Linked DNA regions of Triticum aestivum: region 2 is linked to region 1. Evidence: chromatin contacts called from public Hi-C data. All regions are on one chromosome and are shown on one strand. Each heading gives the region's core, a stretch centred on a gene start, on an enhancer-like site or on the middle of the called end of the contact. The rest is flanking DNA. Distances are from core to core; before and after follow the strand shown. Region 1 holds the start of LOC123102627 (acyl-CoA-binding domain-containing protein 6). Region 2 holds the start of LOC123102630 (golgin candidate 6).

Evidence for each region. Hi-C and Micro-C count contacts between places; a contact is called where the count stands out from the background.
Region 2: a contact with region 1 is called in a Hi-C map of leaf, with 5 times the contacts expected there. The contact joins the promoter of LOC123102630 here to the promoter of LOC123102627 in region 1. A contact is called at or near these places in 3 of 5 Hi-C or Micro-C datasets (all in leaf).

The regions. Positions count from the first base shown.
Region 1 is chr5A:131,441,424-131,448,428 of IWGSC CS RefSeq v2.1, forward strand. LOC123102627 (acyl-CoA-binding domain-containing protein 6) reads right to left here and starts at 3,744. Exons shown (of 15, transcript XM_044524044.1): 1 at 3,425-3,744; 2 at 3,039-3,218; 3 at 2,859-2,936; 4 at 2,543-2,644; 5 at 2,368-2,434; 6 at 2,223-2,284; 7 at 1,962-2,101; 8 at 1,555-1,681; 9 at 1,370-1,484; 10 at 1,108-1,196; 11 at 509-592; 12 at 288-434; 13 at 64-219. The coding sequence starts at 3,430. LOC123102629 reads right to left here. Exons shown (of 3, transcript XM_044524046.1): 2 at 5,210-5,337; 3 at 4,521-5,029. The coding sequence ends at 4,742.
Region 2 is chr5A:131,825,936-131,832,940 of IWGSC CS RefSeq v2.1, forward strand. LOC123102630 (golgin candidate 6) reads left to right here and starts at 3,969. Exons shown (of 19, transcript XM_044524048.1): 1 at 3,969-4,141; 2 at 4,239-4,314; 3 at 4,615-4,667; 4 at 4,804-4,931; 5 at 5,022-5,221; 6 at 5,313-5,386; 7 at 5,471-5,540; 8 at 6,068-6,121; 9 at 6,218-6,313; 10 at 6,467-6,517; 11 at 6,595-6,684; 12 at 6,812-6,925. The coding sequence starts at 4,252.

The DNA.
Region 1 (7,005 bases), core at 2,494-4,993:
GTAGTGCCCTAGGAAAAATTATGGAATTTCCTGAAACAATTACGTGAGTGTGCTATAGCTTACCTTAGTAAGCTCCGCATTTTTGTTCTCTACATCAGCTAGTTCCTTCTTCAGGTGGAAGCTCTGCAGCTTTTCCTGTTCAAGTTTTTCTTCTACCTGGCTCTTCTCATGCTTTACTGCTTGCACCAAGGTTTTGCTGATATCTACTCCCTTGTTATTCTGAAAATGACAGAGAGAAAAAGCGTTAACCATGGTTTCAACAAGCAGCCACAAGCTTAAGATATTACCTTGTCATCTCGAAGTTCTTCAATTTCGAATATTGGTCCCCTGCTAGAATTTACTTCTGCAGATAATGGGGTCATGCCATTTGTCTCGACTTCATCTATTCGTGAAGACGACACACTTGGTCTGAGACTTGTCTTCAGAGCATAAACCTAAATACAAAGAATGCTCATCTAAATATAAAGATATAGATAAGAAAAATTAAACTGATGACAGAGGAACATGCCTCGTTGCTGTAACGTCCACTGTATCCTCCAAATGACAACAGAAAGTCTTCTCCATTAATTGTGTGAAGTACTAAACTCGATCCCTGTGGTGAAGGAGATTACGGAGATCAGCGACAGCTTGGGTGCATAACACCATAGAATCACAATTAACTAATATTATAATTACAGTTAGCAGTACGACCATGTTAACTTCACTATTACGCATGGATTATGAGTACAAGGACTAGTCAAGACTAGTCTATGAGTCTCAACTTCAGGGCCGACTAGACTTCAGTGTCGATTAGTCTATGAATCACAACTTCAGTGTCGACTCGTGTCGATTATTCACGCTTAGTCTATGAGTCTCAACCTCGGAACGACTCATCGACTCGTAAACCTTGCTATTACGAGTTCCTTAAAGGCTTAGACTCATATAACATTGTTTTCATGAATCTAGTTGGAATATTCAATTTGAACTTCTTGAACCAAAAGACCCTTTCTCCATTTATCCAAACTGTTCAGAGAGTTTCCAAGTAACTATGCGGAACATATACGATGTTATGCAAAATAAAAGTTCACATTGCTTTACAAATTGAAAATAAGAATAAAAATGGCTAACCTCACTTGTAGGGGGAGCACGGCCTTCAAAACTAGTAACAACCGACCATACCAAAGTAGACATGTTAAGCACAAGCGTTTCTGGAACACCTGCAGTGCATTAGGCACATGTGAGTGATAACAGTTTTGTGAGCTGCTTTTAGAAATGGAACAAAGTGGAATAACCGATTATAGATGGAAGGGAGCTACATTCATTAGGTTACCAAATAGCGGAAACAAACGGACGCAGTAATGTAAAAAAAATCATAATATTTCAACCTTACCTTTCTTACTATTACCACCACCAGTGATAACCCAGTTATCGCCAACCGTTACGCCTGCATGCCCTGCTCTTGGTTCTGGAATTATACCGTGCTGCTTTGGTCTTGACCATTCCATCTGCAATTAACGGTAGGTGACTGGTTTGGAATTGCAAATGTACAATACCAGCGCTAGACAGAAGTCTCACTGTTTGCATGTCAAGGAGATATAGATCACTGAAACATGTAGAATGAGATCCCCCACCAAATATCAAGAGATACCGGTCTGCATAGCATGCAGCAGCATGCTCTGACCTTGGAGAAGGAGGAGTGCCTCTGTAACAAACAATTGTTAGATATCAATCTTGCACCTAAAAGCAGAGCCGGTTAATGCGTTTACTGCAAGTTTTATTTCATGTTCTAAATAAAGTATAATAATTGCCAACTACAAGTGACACGTGCTATAGCATTTTCACATAACTTTGAATTTTATTTCTCCACACACATATATATATGTAAGAATACCCATCTAAGAACTTTTTAACTTCATTTGTGCAATTTTAACAAATCCGCTCCATTTTGTTTACATCGATCAAACCAAATCCACAGAACTTACGTGCTCTCAAATTCATCCCAAGTCATGGTTTCGAGATCAAGAACGTGCAGCTCGTTCAGAAGAGACCTCCCACCACCTTCACCTCCAAACACAACTAAAGTGTCCCCAACACGAGTCACTGATTGACCACCACGTGAGCTCTAAACAAAAAGGAAAAGTACCATAAGATACATATTGACCAAAAAGAAGCAGCCTTCAGGGAAAAGGGGTGGAAACTTGCGACCCAATTGAACAGCATAAATACAGATTAAATATACATACCGGCGACTTCCCATAAGTACGCAAAATTGACCAAGTGCTGGTTTGCGGATCAAACTCCTTTACTGGTACAACATTGAGTAAAAAATATTAAGTTCTGGCATGACAAGATAAGAAGAGAGAAAAATGAGCGATGTATTAGGCTAACCACTGAGACTCTCTGTATGTTCCCTGGTGTGTCCTGCAACTGACAGAATCTTGTTTCCGGATGGAATCTACAGGGATTAGAAGACAGACGCAATCTGATAAAGTTATAATTACAACCATTGGAAAGTATACCAGTTTCACATCACTGATAACTACAAAGAGTACTTGATGATTACCAGTGAATGACCAGCACATGGAGCAACTAAAACTGGTTCAGCCGATTCTGATTGAATTTTAGCTTCTAGCTTTGACCATGACAAACTTTTGAAATCCAGAACCTTCGAGCAAAGAAGGATTCCATTGTTAAGTTGTGTGCCATCTTCTCAAAATATAGGAACAGGGGGTAACCCCCAAGGCAAGTAATTAAGGAAATCTAGGGCTCAACTAAAGGAGTAACAATTCCTCCCTAGAAATTCAATGACAAAAAATACAGGTAACATAGCTGAAGGCACAAGCAGCCCCTTCCACTGAGAATCATAATGACTAGTGTACCTGAATGTCACCAAGGTAACGGCCATTGTGGTTTCCACCAAAGACATACATCTTTTCCTGAACTACGGCAGCTCCATGCTGCAGAAGGTAATTGGAGCCAGTATGTCAGAGCCATCAAGTGAAAACAGCCCAGCACAAGATCATAAGGTATATAAAAGTTACATAAATAAAAATAAAGACCTTGTATCGAGGTTTGGGACGCTGTCCTGGGACTGAGAGAGGCGTCCACTGATCGTAAGCGGCCACAGAGCAGAGGCCTTCCATGGTGACCTCCTTGTCCTGAACATCAACCATCTTCTCGTTCTCCGCCACGACTACTTTAGGCTCTTCAGGTTTGAAATGCAGTGGTTCTTGTATGCTCTGACAAGACGAGAAGGAAAAACATGGTTGATACATTACAAATCAGTCATGATCAATTCAAGAAGATTAGCACAAGCGCTCACTAAGTGGCATCACTAAGCAGGAGAGAGACGCCACGCAGCCAAAAGCTGGGATCACGAGCTAGCACGCAGCCGAGCGAAGCCACAGCCATTCACTGAGCCCATGTACTAGTGCGAGCAACTCACCGGCATCCCTGGCAGCAGGTGCTCGAAGTCGAAGGTCCCGTGGATCCCCCGCTCGCGTTCTCCCAAGCCTCGGGATCTGGAGGAGGCGGGGAGGGCCGCGGCCCGTGGAGGCTTCTAGAAGGTTCGAGATCTGGACTACACTCTAACTTCGGCAGAAGCTTCTAGAAGCCTCGAGATCTGGCGGGGGGAGAGGGGAAGAGGACCGCTGGCCGCTGCTTTCACCCTCCGGCGACCCGCGCAATGGGAGATGACGAGGGGGAGCGGCGTGCCTCGTGATCCGTGCAGATGAATCAAAGATCGGGGCCGTAGGGACCGTTTGATTGCGACGGAAGCTTCCTCCACATCTGGTGGGTCACTTCAAATGCGTGCAGTGCAGCTCAGAATTTCCTGCCAACAATATTCGTTTTCTTCTTAGGCCCCTCCCAATGCTCCATCTTGTACAGGTGTTAAGGTTGCCAACTAAGTAAAAAATATGATGTGGCATGGTAGTTAGGAAGAGAGAGAGTAGTACTTTCTCCGTTTTTATTTAGTTCACATATTAGCTTTGGTCAAAGTCAAGCTTTACAAACTTTGACCAAATTTATATACAAAAATATTAAGATATACAATAATAAATCAACAACATTAGATTTATTATTAAATGTACTTTCACATCGTATAGATTTATTATGATAAATGTCTATTGTTTTCTATAAACTTGGTCAAACTTTACGAAGTTTGACTTCAATCAACTCTAATATGCAGAGTAAATAAAAACGGATGGAGTATGGTGACCCCAGGAAGAAACGAGTACCTAGGTGGAAGCACAATTCTGAGTCTACAACGAATTAAATGCATGAAGCTTAGCACCCAAAAGCTTAGCACCTTTGCATTGTAGGCATTTAATATGCTTAGCACCTTATCTAAGCACCTTTGCATTGGGAGAGGTCTGATATCTCTTTCTAGAAACAACTTTGTAAACTGAAAAACAAATATATTTCTAACTACAATCTCTGTGCATGATTTATTTTTACATGTAGGACCCATCGATTTGCCACGTCACAACTGACCCAAAATGGCATATGCGTTTTGAAAATGCGACAAAACACGAAAAATGTAAAAATAAAAAACGCTCATTTTTATTTAGGCAACACGGCAATGTACGGTTTCCAGTTTCCATCACCATCTCAGGCTTTCAGCTCAGCAGCAGCAGTAGCAACAACAACAAGAAAGAAAATAAACCTACGAAAACACTATGAAGAAACTTGTCTGTCCAGTTGTCCTCTAAGCAACTCATTTCGGGAGCATGAACAATCTCCACCATGTTGACAGATCCGCTCAAAGGTCCCGCCGTTCGTCTTTCTTTTCGGTGCCTTCATCCTGCGGCAACGAGACAAACTGCACGATTCCATGGACCACAGAGGCTTCGACTCTGAACCTCGAAGCGATCTGGTCCACACTCATCGGGCCGCGGTGGCTACTGGACTTTCCTTGGTACAGCTGGATGATCTCCTGGATGTGCCCGACGTTCAGGGTTCCTGGAGGTAGCTGCCTGCTCTGCCCGGGTTCGGGTTCAGATGTTCTCACCTTAGGAAGCGGCCTGTTGTATCGCTCTACGACGGAAGCCTGCAAGCACAAGCCTCTGATTAGATCACTTCTCCCGAAAAACTAAGGAAAGTTCAGACTCAATAGAATGGTTGTTTAAGCTCAGCTCTTTATAGGTTTATGCAGTGCAATGCAATGAAATCATCAAGGGGACTATGGTATTTTAGCCCAGGGAGAACAATGTAACATCACATGACTCACTTCACCCATTTCTGGCTTTCCTCCAGGCTTAGTAGTGATTCTCCCAACCATGTGCTTAAGCATGTCATCATAACTTGGATCACGTTCTACAAGTACACCGTGGGCATCTTTTGTTGATGGTGTAACAGCTGCAGTGCATTTTCAATAGATAAATAAATCATACACTGATAAATGAAACATTGACAACAGCAATTTGAAACCTATTGCAAGGTCACAGTGCTTTGGTAAATGCCAATAAAGCTTGCACTGAGACTATGTCAAAATCAAGATGGTGATGTAGCCCATAAGCTTATTTAGAAAGAAAAAAAACTATGGTTCCATTGGACCTAAGAAAAGAAGACGCAACTTTTCATAAGGGGTATCAGTTCTTTGCCAGCTATTATCATGCAGAGTAAAGAAGAGGTATAACAGCACATCAAACTTTACATGTTCCATCAGTTTTCACGGCCAAGAAAATTATGATTGAATGAAGCCTACTACAATAGCCAAATCAGCTCAAATACTGAGTTATTATTCTGAACTCCCTGGTGCTCCATAATCCAAATCAACTCAAATATTAAGGAGTTATTACTCTATTCTTGGCTCCCATTGAAATCATTACCCCACTACAAAGAAACGTGTCACATTTACAAGTCATGTCACCCTTATAGTTAGAATTTTTATATATGATGAAATTTTCAGCCTACCAAATAAAATAATTAATTGTAGAAAGGTTTTACGCATTTGTGTGTTCCTAGTCGAATCTAGGTAGTAAAGAAACATTCAGGCGCCATCTCCCGAGAGTTAGACATCCACAACTAGACCCCTCACCCCCCCACCCCCACACACACACACAAATACGCCCGGACGACCCGGTCACGAAATTGGCACCCAACCAGAACCCCTATACCCAGCCCAAACGTCCGGGACCCCCCCCCCCCCCCCCCCCCCAAACCCAGCCCATATTTGGAGAGGATATGGGGAGGCCCGGACACGGCTGCCACGTCAGACTGACTGGTGGGACCCACACGGAAACCCATCAGTCCGCCAGGAGGTCACCGGTCCGCATTCATCTCACCGCTCTGGCGCACCACCCGAAGGGCCAAATCCGGCTATTTAAGCCGGGCGGCGAGGCTCAACCCTAGCCATCCCCATTTCCTCCCTCTCCATCCAGTCCGTGCCGCTACCGCGATCCCACCTCCCTCTCCCTCTCCGCTCCGACCTCACCGTCTGCCGGCCACCATGGTCCAATGCAAGCTGACCTACTACAAAATGTTGACCCCGGAGCGTTGAGCGGAGACCCAGGTGGAGATGCGCATCGTCTAGACACGTCAGAGAAGGCCAGATTCAGCATGGAGGGCACACAAGCGCAGCTCGAGTTCGCCCAAGCGAAGGAGGTGGCAGAGCAGCGGCCATCCTCAGAGTCCATCCAGTCCGAGCTGGAGGTGGCGGCCAACTGCCGCTTCATTCAGGCAGCCGGCGTGAAGCATGAGGAGCTCTTCGCGGATGAGGACGACGAAGAGGAGGCACCGGAGTTTCTTCACGTCGCCAATGACCACAAGGCCAGCGGCTCCGACAAGGAGGTCATCGACATATCTGATGACGAGTAGCTAGTTTGTAGCTTGTTTTTATGTACGTAGATCAAATGGATGTTGCATGGAGGTTGTATAGAAATGAGGATTTGGAAATGAGGAGTGTGGTTGCAATGAGTGAGCAATGAGGTGTGACCGGGCACTGTTTGCGAACATGTCCGGACGCGTCCGTGCACGTTTAGGGGCTCACTTTTGTCAGTTCCAGTTGTAGATGCTCTGAGTTCT
Region 2 (7,005 bases), core at 2,719-5,218, 380 kb after region 1:
TCTCCACCTCCTCCTCCCCCCTTCTCCTAGTTGGAATAGGAAAGGGGGGGGGGGCAAAACCTACTTGGAGTAGGATTGCCCCCCTTGGGCGCGCCTCCTCCTCTTGGCCGGCCCCCTCCTCCTTCCCCCTTTATATACGGAGGAGGGGGGCACCCCATAGACACAATAAATGATCAAGTTGATCTTTTAGCCGTGTGCGGTGCCCCCCTCCACCATAGTCCACCTCGACAATACTATAGCAGTGCTTAGGCGAAGCCCTGCGTTGGTAGAACATCAACATCGTCACCACGCCGTCGTGCTAATGAAACTCTCCCTCAACACTCGGCTGGATCGGAGTTCGAGGGACGTCATCGGGCTGAACGTGTGCTGAACTCGGAGGTGCCGTGCGTTCGGTACTTGATCGGTCGGATCGTGAAGACGTACGACTACATCAACCGCGTTGTGCTAACGCTTTCGCTTTCGGTCTACGAGGGTACGTAGACAATACTCTCCCCTCTCGTTGCTATGCATCACCATGATCTTGCGTGTGCGTAGGATTTTTTTTGAAATTACTACGTTCCCCAACAACAACAAATGAGCTCTAAAAATGCATAAATTATAGAGCCATCACTTGCAAAAAAAATTGTAGGTATGCGCTTAGAAAGTAAAGGAGGGTGTCTCTTGCACTACAAGCTCCTCGGGGCAACCAGTTTGATGATAGGCCTAGGGTTAATCCTCAGTTCATCCCCTTCTTCGGCGGGAGCTCTTCTCGAGCGCTTAGACTGACAACCTTTGTTGGAAGGGGCAAAGGTGCTCGCGGCAGGAGCAGCGTGGGAGAGGGACCGCTTTTGCTTTGCGGGGCGATGATCGGCGGCTGCATTGACAACGGGAGATAACATCCCCACACGGTCAAACATAATAGGCACTTTAGTGCCGTCGATGCCTTCTTAATAGAAGACCCCATCTTTGAAGATGAGGTCGGTATGAGGATCCTCGGTCAAGTCGAGGTCATCATCACGAACATGGAGCTTAGGTTGAGGAGCGGGGGAATTCACAGTCTTGATCCATCGCCTCCAATTTTGCTCGAATATGTTAAACGTCTGATCAAGAAGATAAATACCATCTTCAATAAATATAATGCAAGTAAATAAAACTTACTGCTTCAACCGGCTTATAGCTGGCAAAACCGTCGAACATAGGATCTTTGGCAAGATCGCCCCCTTCGCCCTTAAACATCGCCTCCAGCGCAGCTCCGATCTCTTGATGATTTGTGAACCCTTCCCTGATGGCGCAGGTCGAGTGGTTGGCCCCATTATATTACCACATGGGTGAAAGTGTTGCTGGAGAGGCTGGACTCCTCGGGCAAGAGCCACTGCCATCACATTGACGATGGTGAGCTTGTGATGGCCGAGGCAAGTGACTTGAGTGGCAAGCCTAGCCACCTTGGAGCCCCCATCTCGGGCTTGAGTCCTCGGATGACAGTTGTATCACTCTTTTGGAGGACCAGGAGTAAAGGGAGGAAGCCCTTGCCGAAGAGGATCCTCGAGTGGAACGTCAAAGATGTAGAACCATTCGTGTTGCCAGGTCTCGCTGTCCTCCTTAGGGGTGCTTGGAAGATACCCAACCCCAGCAATTCGGCACACCTCGGCGCCCCCTACCTCAAAGATGATGTTGTCCCGAATATGCGGGACCAAGCAAAAGTACTTGCACCACAGGTCAAAGTGGGTTTTACACTAAGGAAGGCTTCACATAAAGCGACGTAGCCGACTATGTGAAGGATTGAGTGGGGCGTGAGGTGATGGAGTTGGATCCCATAAAACTTCAGGAGACCCTGGACCTGGAGGAAGGGGTGGATTGGAAAGCCTAGCCCCTGGACGAAGCTTACCCGCTCGTCAACCTACAGCGCCGGGAAATTATCATTGAGCAGGTCGTCGTCCAAAGCAACCAAGCCAGGCCGAATCCACGCAAATTCTAGGTCAGGTAGGTATCCCCGGGTAGCAAGACGATTCAATTTCCCTTGAGCAACCAAGCAACTTTTCCACTCTGCTTCAAGGGGACCGGCGGGGCGAATTGACGAGCTAGGGATGTTCCCCATTATGTTGAGCTTTCGAAGCAGCAATGGAGGTGAGAAAGGAGACGAGATCCGCGTGAAGGCAATGGAACGAGTGGAAAGGATGTGAAATCTTTGACGCATTTCCTTTACTTTATATGGAAAAAAACTTGGTCGCGGGGTAATAGGACGCTGAGTCTTGCAGCGGTAAATCCGCGTGTTTCCCAGGTGTCGTGCCTTATGTGCGTACATAGATCGAGACAGGCGTTGATGGTGCCACTAAAGTAGAATTCGGGGCCATCATGACTCTTTTGTCTTTTGATTAGACATATGAACAGTGGGACCCTAAGGAGCGGTGTGTCCGAAGACTATCAGCTGGGACCCATGATTGGTCCTCGGAAGGGTCTGCTTGTCTCATAAGGTATATAGCTCGTCGTGAAAAACCTCAAATCCAATTTCCTCGAATCGAAAATTAATTCAAAATACTAAAATATCAAGCTCATCGAACTCGCCACCGAAGCCGAAGACCCGAGAGGATGTTAGGGTGTGTTTGGTTGAGGAACCAAGTGGAACGGAATGGAATGGTTCCATTCCATAGGAACGGGTTCGTTCTATTCCCGTGTTTGGTACCAACAAAAAAGCGGAACGGGTTGGTTCCGTTCCGGTGTTTGGTTAGAGAGACGGTATGAAAAATTGAACCACCTAAAATTCAAAATTTTGGCAGCATTTCATTTGTATTTTGAAGAAAAACAGCACGACAACATACATATCGACAAAAATCACACATATATGACATAAACCAGGCACAAACTTAACAGAAGGTAGCAAGTTCATCCATCAGATCCAAAAACAATTAGCCATACATGAGTTCACATACAAATCATCCAAAAGCAATCAGCCATACATGAGTTCACATACAAATCATACATGAGCTCTTCATCAAATTCTTTTAAATTGGAGACTACATCCCGTCAGATTCAGCCACAAGCTTCAGCCATCAAATTCTTTCAAATTTCACAAGAGCTTCAGCCACAAGCTTGAACCCACCAGATTTCATATGAATGAGGTCTTCCCTTCCTTATTATAGCCGAACAATGACTGACGTTGCGACTAGTGCAACAAAAGCAGCGGCTTCCACCAGATTTCACATGAACGTGGTCTTCGTGACCATGTACAAATGATGCATACTATCAAAAATATGGCTAGCAATGACTTGTAACCATGGATCTAGGTTGTACACAGCAGCACATATTGAAGTAAAAATTGGATAACCATGGATCTGGGTAGTGCACAGAAGCACATATATATATGAAACAAATTGAGGAGCGTACATGAAATAAAATCTGCCCAAACATGAACATATACAAAGATATACAAACGGGTAGTGGAAACCGTACATGGCCGCCGCCGATCCAGACCTTGCGGCAGCACCTTCGGTCGCTCCCTGCTCTCTCGTCGCCGCCTCCTGAGTGGTAACCGCCCCGCTGCTTCGTCGCTGGCTCGCTGCTGCTAGGTCGCCGCCAAGGTGCAGATGCGCGCCATCACAGAGGAGACGACGGGAGGAACGTGAAGTCAGCGCCGGGGAGGAATGGAGAAGGCAGATCGAGAGAAAGGGAGATGTGGGAGGGTGGCGACGCTAGTGCAAGGAGTTGCGAGAGGATAGGGTACGGGCGTGGGCCCTGTCGTTCGGTCGATTTCGAGGTATGCCTCGATTCCGGATAATGAGCGAATATTCCATTCCCTGAGACGAGTGGGTTCTGATTTGTTCGACTAACCATACGCGGGAATGAGCTGTGGGAACGGGTCGGACCCATGACGTTCTATCTGGTCACAGCAACCAAACACACCCTTAGAGCTTGTGAGAGGTGCCCTAGAAACCCTTGTGAGCGAGAGCGTGGAAGCATTTCCACGGTTGCTCTTGCTTCGGTGCAAACAGTGGAGGAGGTATGCCACGTCACCTCAGCAAGCAAACCAAAATCCCCCGTGACCCCGACTCCATCCAGCCTGCCTCCCCACCCCTCCCTGGTTGCTTCCCCGTCCACCCCCCCGATCTCCAGTCTCCACCTCACCTCCGCCGCCGCCGCCGCCGCGGCGATCTTTCTCGGTTCCCAGGTTAGAACCGCCTTCCCTCCCAAGAATACGCACTGTGTCTGCTAAGTCTTCTTCAACCTATACGATCCGGCTAACTGTCCCTCGCTACTCCACACAGGCGCTCGCGATCCATGGAATCCCGGTCGATCAACCTTCGGGGCTTCGCCGGAAGCGCAGGAAAAAATATCATGCAGGTGCACACCCCCTCCCCCCACGACCTTAATCGAACCCGTCCCCGACCGCTCCTGCTCCTCCCTGTCACCGACGCACCCTAGGTCGGAGCCCGACGAGGCGTTTCGCCGGTCGTATGAACGAGTTCTAGTCTCATAGGGTGTTATGTATTTTTTTTCCGTTTTTTAGCATGGAATGCTTCATTCCGTTGGAGCTCGTGCTCTAGTAGCAGTTGGGCCAATGTGATGCCATGATTTCATCACAGGTTGGTGGAGCAAGTTTGATGTTTATTAACTCCATGTTCTGTTGGTGTTGTCTCACAGGGGATTGGGGGATTCGTTTTCGGCAACGAGGCGTCCGAGTCCAAGGAAGATAGGTAGGCAATTCGGCATGAAATTTGTGTTCAGTCGTGTAATCATACTTTTAGGCCTATTGTTGCCTGAAAAACATAGCACCTGATTGGCATATGCCACTTTTAGCGAGTGACCCTCTAACTGCATTATGTTGTACAGCTACGTCGAGAGATTCCTTGACCGCATAAGCAACGGCACGATGCCTGATGATAGGAGGTCTGCCATGACTGAGCTACAGTCCCTCGTGGCGGAGAGCCGTTCGGCTCAGATGTCTTTTGGAGCTATGGGTATATCATTTCACTTGGGTCCTTGGTATTTGTACATTCATCTCTATGAGCGACTGATGTGTGATACATTCTTGCTAATTTGCAAAATAGGCTTCCCTGTCCTTCTCAACGTTTTGAAAGAAGACCGTGAGGATGTTGAGCTCGTCAGAGGTGCCCTAGAAACCCTTGTGAGCGCGCTGACTCCTATTGAGACGTCACAGGGACTGAAAACTGAGGTCCAACCGGCATCAATGAACTCTGATTTGCTTTCTCGAGAAACAGACAATATTTCTCTTCTCTTGAGCTTACTGGTGAGTTTACATTCTTTGCTTTTACTGCATGTAACTCGCTTTACCTGCTTCATCTGTCATGATTTATTTCTCCCTCCTGTTTGGTTCAAAGACAGAGGAGGATTTCTATGTGCGATATTACACAATCCAGCTTTTAACAGCGTTACTTACAAACTCGTTGAAAAGGTGCCCAGTAAGTCTTTTTCTGTTGGGATGCATCCACTACACTTTAAACCTTTTTAACTCCTTTTTATCCTTTTGGTGTTTCAGATTACAGGAGGCAATTCTATTAATTCCCCGTGGCATAACAGTTTTAATGGACATGCTTATGGACCGCGAGGTTTAGCACCAACCTCTTTTCCCCTCTTCCTCTAAAGAAGCACACATGCTATCCAGACATATCTATTGTGCTAATATCAGTTTTGCTTATCCTAAGTTATCCATGCAGTAGTAGTCTAATGCATGTGGAAACGGTTTATGGTTACAATGTGTGAAATCAGTTAGCAGCATGACTTTGATTTACAACATGAAGTAGAGATGTACAATCATGTTGATTTGGACCCTTATCTGTTCTTCTGAAGGAGTTGATATACGTGCTGTCACAAATAAATTATATTATTAGATGTTATTTACTCCAGTAGCACCTCCTCTATCTTAGGCTGCAGCATGGGTTAATTATTTGAAAAAGCTAAAAAATGCAGTTAATGCTGAAATTACTTTCTGATGGGTGCAATCCACAAGTCATGCTAAGTTATTGTTGAGTTCCCAGCAATCCAGCATCATCAATTTATAACATATTTTTATTGCTTTGTTTCTTTACTTGCCTGGTTATATAGCTCATATGGGTATCTTTGATGCATGTTGAAGGTCATAAGGAATGAAGCACTATTACTTCTTACTTATCTGACCAGAGACGCAGAGGTTACTCTCTCATATTCTTGGTTGATTTATTATGTTCCAGATATCAATTCGAACCTATATGTGTAATACTAAATGACTGGTAATTCACCCTTTCAGGAAATTCAAAAAATTGTTGTATTTGAGGGTGCATTTGAGAAGTTGTTTAGCATTATTGGGGAGGAGGGATTTTCTGATGGAGGCGTCGTTGTTCAGGTGATTATCCAGGAATCATATTATATGATCTGATCTGATCCATTGTGTACCCGAATTGTCTAAAAGTTCTGGTTGTTCAGTTTCCATTTGAAAGCTGTTTTTCAATTTGTATAAAACTTTGTTGTTGCTAATCTGTTCTTTTTTGTGGAGCAGGATTGCCTTGAACTTTTAAATAATTTAATACGGAACAATGCGTCCAATCAGGTATGTTTCTATCAAACAATTGTTTTGAAGTGTTAGATGGTCATATTTTCATTGACATTACTTTGTGCTAATATCAGATGCTTTTGAAAGAGACAATGGGCTTTGACCCATTGATATCAATACTAAAGATTAGGAGAGGCAGTGCATTCAATTTTACCCAACAAAAGGTACACCATTATAAAATCACCTATATAGCCTCACAGATAGATTACTCAAACTGACAAGTAGTTCTGTTTGGCCCAAAAAGCTTGTATTAACAATACTTCGCTGAAGTTAAAACTCTTGTCTCTTTAGACGGTAAATCTTCTCGGTGCCTTACATACTGTCGAACTGCTTTTGATGGGGGGCCCACCGGGTGAAACAGGTAAAGATACTAGCAAGATCACCAATCAAACTGCACTAGCTCAGGTACCCTTTTCTCCCTTTATATCTTTTCTAGTTGTCTACCTTATAACATTGAAGTAAGTTTCATCATATGGGCTTTACTA